Regions from separate parts of the Sus scrofa genome. Here all the other regions are linked to region 1. A link is a contact called in public Hi-C data. All regions are on one chromosome and are shown on one strand. The core of a region is the stretch at or near the end of the contact, and the rest is flanking DNA. Distances in the headings are between cores, read along the strand shown. Region 1 has its middle 37 kb from the start of AKR1E2. Region 2 has its middle 380 kb from the start of AKR1E2. Region 3 has its middle 290 kb from the start of KLF6.

Region 1 (2,771 bases), core at 233-2,732:
AAAACCATTATACATGATACATCCAAATTCTAACCATGGCATTGGTTATTCCAGTATTTTGAGAACTATTTGAAACATAAAGGTAAAGTTCCTCCATTCGTGAAATTAACGCAATCTGAAAATTCACATATTAATCCAAAAAAAGAAAAAAAGAAAGAGGTTTGATTATTGAAAATATTATAGCTTTAGAGAATGAAAATTACACTGGAGGGGTAAAATTTTTAACAGCCCACTTAAAAATGTGGAGCAAAATATTTACTTGGCTGTGAGCATCTCTGTCAGCAAACTTCTAAATGATTACCGTGTCTTACGTGCAAGATGATATTTCGGTTACAATTAAAATCATTGGTTGGATTTTAAGACGCCTCCGACTCAACCTACAAATTTGGGATTTACTAGGAAAGAATAACAAAACATCTTAAAAACTTCTTGAAGGGTTCTTTTCTTCTTATATCAAGAAGCAAAATGCACTCAGTGCCCTGTTGAGTAAGTTAAAAAGCATCCAAGACATAGGCAAATTCCCTTGATAAAAATGTTTTCTAGATTAATATTGCTATTCAAAGTCCTTTCCACATCGCTTGGATTTTTCTTTTCCTTTTAAAGCACCAAGTTTCTCCTCCTGGTTTTGGAATCCATGAACAGATCCGGTGCCATGTCACAGACACAGTCAGATCCTTTAAAACCTTTTCTCTTTCTGTTTCTTTTTTTGAGTTTCCTGTCGGCCTGACACATTGTGTTCTCACATCCCTTGGAAACCACGTGGGGAAGAAATAAAGTGCACCCCTCCGTCCACAGATAGGCAATGTTTGCTCACCGACTGGGGGAAACACAACAGGTCACTGCAATTGGCTATATATGGTCATTCAGTCACACGGAGCAAGGGACGAGGCCAGGACACAGGAAACACCTGTGGAAAAGGACTCCGAATAATGGGCCCTTTTGCAGTTTAACTGTTCACAAAGCACAGAAATACCAAATACCAGCAACATGTTGGCCAATGTTATTTAAAACGGGCTCCCTGCAAAGACAGGGGAGCAGGTGCAAGACTTGCCTCTCAAAAACGTTCTGTTTTGGAGTTCCTGTGGCTCAGCCAAAACGAATCCAACTAGCAGGCAAGAGGATGCCAGCTGGATCCCTGGCCTCGCTCTGTGGGTTAAGGATCCGGTGTTGCCTGTGAGCTGTGGTGTAGGTCGCAGTCTCAGCTTGGGTCCTTCGTTGCTGTGGCATAGGCCAGGGGCTACAGCTCTGATTGGACCCCAGCCTGGGAACCTCCATATGCCGCAGGTGCAGCCCTAAAAAGCCACACACACCAAAAAAAAAAAAACGTGCTTTTTCTTTAGCACCAAGTCTTGCACGTTGTAGCACTACCCACGGTAAAAGCAATGAAAAGTCTTCAGGGCAGACACTAAAACTGTCTTTCAGGGATGTCCTTTCCTGAAACCTGGAAGATGTGGAAACAAGGAACTTGTGCCTGAGGATGTAGCTCCATCTACAGGACGTGGGAGGTAGGACAAGGTCCATGTAAACAAATTCTCCGGCCACACGCGGATATTAAGGTTGTGTTTTGCTTCTGATAAATGAGCTTTTTCACTGAGAAGAAAGGAACGTGAAACGAGGGGTGACGTGCACGTGGGCCATTCATTCCTGAGGCTTTGATCGACTTAGTTTTTATTCTCTTCTTTGTAAATTAAAAAAAAAAAAAAAGTCCATGTAAGCTCATCTTTGGTTTAAAAGAAAAGGCAGTTCTGGTTGGGGATGTAGATGGCGGGGGCGGCTAGGCATTTGGGAAGCCGAGGGCATATGGGAAATATTTGTACCTTCCTCTCCATTTTGTTGTAAACCTAAAACGGCTCTAAAAAGTGCTCTTTTACATAAGAGAACAGACTTGTGGTTGCCAAGGGGAAGCCGGGAGCGAGGAGGAGTTTGCGGTTAGCAGATAAAACTAGTACATGTAGAATGGATGAGCAATGAGGTCCTACTGTACAGGACAGGAACCATATCCCGACTCTTGGGATAAAACATGCTGGAAAATAACACAGGAAAGGGAATGTATATATATACGTATGTATACATATATGCCTGGGCCACTTCGCTATACAGCAGAGACTGGTACAACATTGTAAATCAACCATATTTTAATTAAAAATAAATATAATAACAAATAGGGGTTTTGTTTTGTTTTGTTTCTTAGGGCCGCACCCATAGCATATGGGCCTATGGAAGTTCCCAGGCTAGGAATCGAATAGGAGCTGCATCTGCCGGCCTAGGCCACAGCCACGGCAAGACCAGATCTGAGCCATGTCTGCAACCTACACCACACCTCACAGCAACGCCAGATCCTTAATCCACAGAGAGAGGCCAGGAATGGAACCTCATCCTTATGGATACAAGTCAGGTTCTTTACTGATGAGCCACAAGGGGAACAATAAATCGTTTTTTTAAAACACAAAACCTCAGGCAGAGTCCACTCAGGGAGCACTGAATTCTTTTAGAAAATGGTATGGAGGTACCTCAGGAAACTAAACATAGAACTACCATATAATCCAGCAATTCCACTGCTGGGCATATATCTGGACAAAAGTTTCACTGAAAAAGATACACGCATCCCTGTGTTCATAGCAGCACTATTCACAATAGCCAAGACATGGAAACAACCTCAATGTCTATTGACAGATGAGTAGATTAAGAACATGCAGTACATATACATGGTGGAATATTACTCAGTCATAAAAAAGACAAACAAATGCCATCTTCAGCAACATGGATGGATC
Region 2 (2,700 bases), core at 102-2,601, 340 kb before region 1:
CACAACCATGTCTAAGTAGGGTTGCACTTTCACAGCTTTCAGAGGAGGTTAGAACTCAGCTGCGGTTGGGGCTGAATCCCTATGCCTGACCGAGTGCCTACGGCGCTCAGACATAAAAGCAGACCCATGATTTGCGCAGCGCTTGGAACTGAAAAGGCTGGGCTCCAGGACATACAGACTTGGTCCCCAGGCCTGAGGTGCCTGGTGGGAGACTGGGCACGTGGTGTCATGGATACTTGAGAGGAAGCCCCACGAGATCCTGGTCAACTGCAGCCGTCCAGCGTAGGGACGTGGGTATATCAACCGGATGCAGCCACGTGCGGATTCTGGATGAAGGTCAGTGGGGCCTGTTACTGGGCGTTGCTAACAGGTGCCAGGCGATGTGAAGGCTGCCTGCCCAAAGATCGCAGACAGCCCTGCCGTCTCCCCATACCATGTGTCAGGACATCTAGTTCAAGGCCTGGGGGCCCCGTGGGTGCCCTGGGACCTCCCTCCGCCTTGATTCCTCACTTGCACGCAGGAGTGGCCATACTCACCACCCAGGCATGACGTCAAGACTCAGCTGAGATAGGGCGTGACGTCGGAATCACAGAGAACAGAAACACAGCACGTCCTTAATAGGTACTAAAATTCTTCCCATTTTTCAAATTGCTTTGAAAAAACAAACTGCTTTGCTATCCAGAGAGGACGGCCAGAAAAACAGCATAATTCCTGCTCTGCTCTTTGAGCGTTTACTCACACGTGTGTTTATTTTTTCCCATAATAATGCACAGGAAATACACTACATCTTCCAAGTGCTGGCCGATTCTGTTTATGTTTGTTTGCACACTGAGTCCCTGATGGACAGAGGTCGTCGGGAGGCCTCCGTGCTCCGGGGCCCAGTGAACGCTGGGTTACCGGGACAGCCCTTTCCACTGAGGCAGCGGCATTCTGCCCACGATCTTTCACGTGGGTTTGATGACTTTTCACATGCCTCGTGAAAAAAATTTATTTTTTCCTTTTTGGCTGTGCTTCTCTCACAATACAAACTCCCTCTAAAACTGATGGCAGACTTTATTTGAACGCACAAGTACATTCCAGCTTGAGAATGAATCAAAGCCACATTTTTTTCCGTAGGATAAAGACACTGTATCACTGAGCTTTTGTGTGTCCTCACAGATGCGCCTCTCCTCGGCCTGGACGTGAGCTGTCAAAATCGTACTTTGTGGCTCTACGTGTCTACTGACGGGAGCTAGGAATCAGGGGGAATACTAAGGCCACTGAAATTTCCAGCTGCCTACATTTCTACGCTGAGTAATTCTGCCCGCCCCAAAAGCAAATATTTAGAACGAGTCCATGCTGACTCATGATGGAACCTTCAGGACAAAATGAACACATTGTTTCTGCTCCCTGTGCCCCAAGGGTGGGGACCAGGCAGTCCTGCCTTTAAATAGTCACAGGTTGTGTCAGTGACCTTCGTGTCCCCTCCTGATGACTCACAGGCCTAACCTCAGTTCTTACTGGTGCCACCTTTCAAAAATGTCTGTTTTCACTCCTGAGCACCTCTTCTCTCTAAAAGGGTACGGCAGCAAGTGTCCATTTCCCTCTGCCTCATAAATGAAAACGAACGATGTTGAACAAAACAAAATAGGAGTGTTTAGCCCCGAATGATGCCGCCGCAGCCGCCTTCCGCGCCGAGTGCGCCCCTTCCAGTCAGTCGAGACGCCCATGACATTTGCTGTCACAGGAATCCGGCCCGAAGCAGTTTCGTAAGTTTTCTATCACTGGTTGGCGTGTGGGGGCCGAGACAGAAATGGAGAAGGGAAAAATACGGTGGAGAGAGCCTTGGACTGACTGGGGTAGGATGATGTCAGCAAAACAACGTGGAGCCAGAAGCAGGGAGCCCTCTGTCCCCGCCTGCCTGGGACTGAAGGGTGTGGGGAACCCCTGGCTCTCTGCCGACACCAGGGACAGGTTCGGATATGCAGTCCCCCTTTTACTCCACGAAAGGCCTTTGGGCAAACCAGCGTCTCTGGGCCGCGGCGTCTCGCTGGCGCAGAGGATACTACATCTGCTCTTGGGTTTCACGGAGCAGAGATGCCGTGGGCAGAGAATGGTCTGGACACCGTGAGCCTCCCGTGGCCTCAGCCTTCCTGCATTTAGCTCCACCAATCCCCGCAACAACCCTGCCGCGCGGCAAAGGGGATCATTCGCGCCCCTTCTCTGTGCAGAATGAACTCCGCCCTCGTCAGGTCACCGCCAGGGGCCAAGCTCCGCCCTGACCCAGGCCCTGTCCACGCTCTCACCAGCTGTGCCATCTGCACCAGTAAATAATACGGACTGTTCTCATCATTATCTTCACATAAAAATACAGAAGACCGCCTGGCCGTCCTCATCGCTGCGCCCCTCCTCACACAGAGCAGTGACCCCAAAGCACCAAACTTGCCAGGTCGTGTTACCCGCGGCCCCAGAATCAGAGAGGGGCTGCCTTCTCGGGCCTGTGAAAGTCCCGCGGGGTCCGAGCAGTCCCCCACGCCAGGGCTGGGCTCGGGAGGAGGGGTCCCAAGGCAGAGGGCCTGCGCCTGCCCTCCGCCTCCCACCCATGCCCACTGGCTCCTCCTTGTTCTTCGGCCCCGCGGCCGATGGAGTCCCTGCTCAGGAATCAGATCCCAGCTGCAGGTGTGGGATCTGATTAACCCAGTGTGCTGGGCTGGGGCGCGA
Region 3 (2,700 bases), core at 136-2,635, 470 kb before region 1:
AGACGTCTGGGCCTTGCCCAGGAACCAGATCTTAGTGCTTTAGGTTTTGCTAATTCGCAAGAAGAGAGGGCTGGGCCCTGTTGCTAAAATCAAGACCAGTTTTTTGTTTATGATTTTTATTTTTTCCATCATAGCTGCTTTACCGTGTCCTGTCGGATTTCTACTGTGCAGCACGGTGACCCACTCACACACACATGTACACTTTCTTTTTTCTCACATGATCCTGCTCCATCATCAGTGCTATGCAGCAGGAGCTCATTGTCTATCCATTCCAAAGGCAATAGTTTGCATCTTTTGAATGAAACTTGCTTTCCCTCCTGAAACTAGATGAGTGGTAGGGTGTGATAGGGGTCAGACTAGTCTTGGTTAAGTGGGAGAGTTAGAAAGTCAGAGGGTGGGTCAAAGAGGTGTGGCTGTGTGGGGAGTGAGACAGATGTCAGGGATCCTACTTGACATGAGTTCATACTTGCAAAACTATTTAAAGCCATGTATTTCTTAAATTCCAAAAGCCACCTAGGTCAGCGGTGACAATATGTCTCCATCAGGGAACAGGAAGCAGAGAAACGAGGGCAGAGCAGCACGAGGGTGATGCTAGTCCTTCTCCCTCTTCTGCTGGGCAAGGACCAGCCCTTATCTCCTCTCGGCTCTGTCTGTTCTAGAGGAGTCTAGGGGACTTCGTGTTTAGCAACCTCACTCATTCATTGTTATTACTGATGTAGGGTAGAAGAGGCTTCTTTTTCCAAATTTGCACATTAACTGGAAACCTGGTTTTTAGGAACATATTCTGCTATTTATTATCTTACCCCAAAGACTTGAAAGTACTGTGCTGTGACTGTCTATCTTTTGGGATGCTCCAGGCTCAGCCTCAGACTCTCCTCCTCACTTGCTCCAGTGCAGCAGAGACTCTGTTCCGAGTATTCCCGATTTAGGAATGGCTCAGGGAGCACAGAACCTGCTTGCCCTCCCTGGAAATAGCTGTACAAGTGCCAGAGCTTTTGCAGAAGTTGAAACATGTCGTCCTTTTCCTCAATATGCCTCATCAGTAAAATCATTCAAACACCTTATGTTTATGCCTTGATTTCCAACAAGGTAATTGCCATGGGGCAGGGGCGGGGGGGGGGGGGTCCGCTGTGCAGATACCGCTAATACACAGTGACGTCTGTTCTGGGTTTCATCACATCCTGCTGACAATTTTTGACCAGAGAGCTCCTGACGGGATGAATTGTACAGACAAGAAACAGGATTTTCAAGGGACCTCGGAGATCTGGACATCTGTTAGAAATCTCATTCTACTAAAAATAACACTGGTGTCCCTTCAGGCCCGTCCTGGCTTGGGTGGAGCAAGAACAGTAAGGTTCGATCCCACGTGTGTGGACGTTGCCTGTGTGCTCGTTACAGCTGCCTCTCAGTCCATCTCCCCAGGGGCCCTGAGATCCTTGGGGAAGGTCCTTGCAGGAGAGACGTCACTGCCTGGTCCCCCAGGGCAAGGCCAGCACAGGCAGACCAGCCCTGCCCGTCACTTCAGCTCTTCCCCTCACTGGTTCTGTGTGGCTACGCTGAGCCTCAGTTTCCTCTTTCACTAAAGGGGGTGGTTATGATTCTCAACGCCAGGTGTTGTGAAAATACGTGTTACAGGGAGAGCAGAACCAGTAGTGTCACCCGACTGCCCAGGAAGAAATGCCCTCCACTTCCCTCCGCTGAAGCTCTAAATCCAAGTGGGCATCTGCAGCCCTGCGGCCCGGCTTTCCTGCCGTGGTGCTCAAGTGAGAGCCCCTCTGTGACCTGACCCACCTGGTCCTCTCAAGGAGAACACCGTCTCTCCTGAAATGCCAGCTTCACCACCAGCGGGTTCTTCTCATCCAGGGGAACCACAGCTTCGCGTTTTTCAAACAAAGCCAAACAAAGGCCAGCAAACTGCAACCGCTCTCTTGAGATCCTCCGGGCCTGTCCCCTTCTCTGCTCTCCTTCTCTGAATGTCCTTGAAATGTGCCCCCAGTTGTCCCCTCCACTTCCTCGTTCCCTCACACTCCCTGGAATTCATGATTGTCCTGTGATTATTTCTGGACCTGTGGTGCTTAGTTTCCTTAGTTCTCCTTACAGATTCATTTCAAACTCTTCTCCGAGGCTGTACGTCCCCCAGCGTCTTCAGGTAATGAGGGTACCTGGCGGGTGACCCTCTGCTGGAGCTCCTGGACCCAGACAGTCTGGGCTGGTGCCTGTTCATGGTCCTCGGCCCACGTCCTGGGATCTCCCTTCAGCATCGCGCTCAGTGGGTCCCTTCATCTCTCTCCTGGGTTGGATCACGATTCCTCACTTCCAGAGCTGCCTCCTTCCTCGTGTACACCTTCTAGAGTAGATTCTCTGAGCATTGCCCAGAGACACAATTTTTGAAGACATGTTAGCATTTACAAGTAATACTTAAGAATGGGATCTATCTCCAAAAACTGTTTCTTTTGTTTTTTGTTTAGGGTAATGAAGGAATTTATCCATCATCTCGTGGCTTTCAGAGTCCGTGTGAAGAAGCCCAAAGCCCTTCTGGTCACTGATCTTCTGTATATAACCTCTTTTAGTTTATTTTTGTCCTCTGGATGTTTGGTTAAGTCCTCTCTTGGCTGAAATTTCACAATGGAATTCTTTGGTATAAGTCTATTTTTGCATCTCTCTCTCTCTCTCTCTTTTTTTTTTTGTTTGTTTGTTTGT

What was found. Hi-C and Micro-C count contacts between places; a contact is called where the count stands out from the background.
Region 2: a contact with region 1 is called in a Hi-C map of skeletal muscle, with 6 times the contacts expected there. The contact joins two enhancer-like sites. A contact is called at or near these places in 8 of 47 Hi-C or Micro-C datasets (embryonic fibroblasts, heart right ventricle, mesenteric adipose tissue and 3 more) and 1 of 2 datasets of contacts at active chromatin or transcription factors (skeletal muscle).
Region 3: a Hi-C map of retroperitoneal adipose tissue shows a contact between it and region 1, with 2.4 times the contacts expected there. The contact joins two enhancer-like sites. A contact is called at or near these places in 3 of 47 Hi-C or Micro-C datasets (embryonic fibroblasts, fibroblasts and retroperitoneal adipose tissue).

What each region holds. Positions count from the first base shown.
Region 1 is chr10:65,728,797-65,731,567 of Sscrofa11.1, reverse strand. No RefSeq gene overlaps it. Among named protein-coding and RNA genes, the nearest start is that of AKR1E2, 37 kb to the right of the region's middle. Within about 2 kb of position 1,482, at least 10 of the 83 cell types and tissues checked have an H3K27ac peak or open chromatin away from gene starts, as enhancers often do. A contact at or near this core is called in retroperitoneal adipose tissue and skeletal muscle, where this site is marked.
Region 2 is chr10:66,068,047-66,070,746 of Sscrofa11.1, reverse strand. No RefSeq gene overlaps it. Among named protein-coding and RNA genes, the nearest start is that of AKR1E2, 380 kb to the right of the region's middle. Within about 2 kb of position 1,351, at least 26 of the 83 cell types and tissues checked have an H3K27ac peak or open chromatin away from gene starts, as enhancers often do. A contact at or near this core is called in skeletal muscle, where this site is marked.
Region 3 is chr10:66,201,111-66,203,810 of Sscrofa11.1, reverse strand. No RefSeq gene overlaps it. Among named protein-coding and RNA genes, the nearest start is that of KLF6, 290 kb to the left of the region's middle. Within about 2 kb of position 1,385, at least 6 of the 83 cell types and tissues checked have an H3K27ac peak or open chromatin away from gene starts, as enhancers often do. A contact at or near this core is called in retroperitoneal adipose tissue, where this site is marked.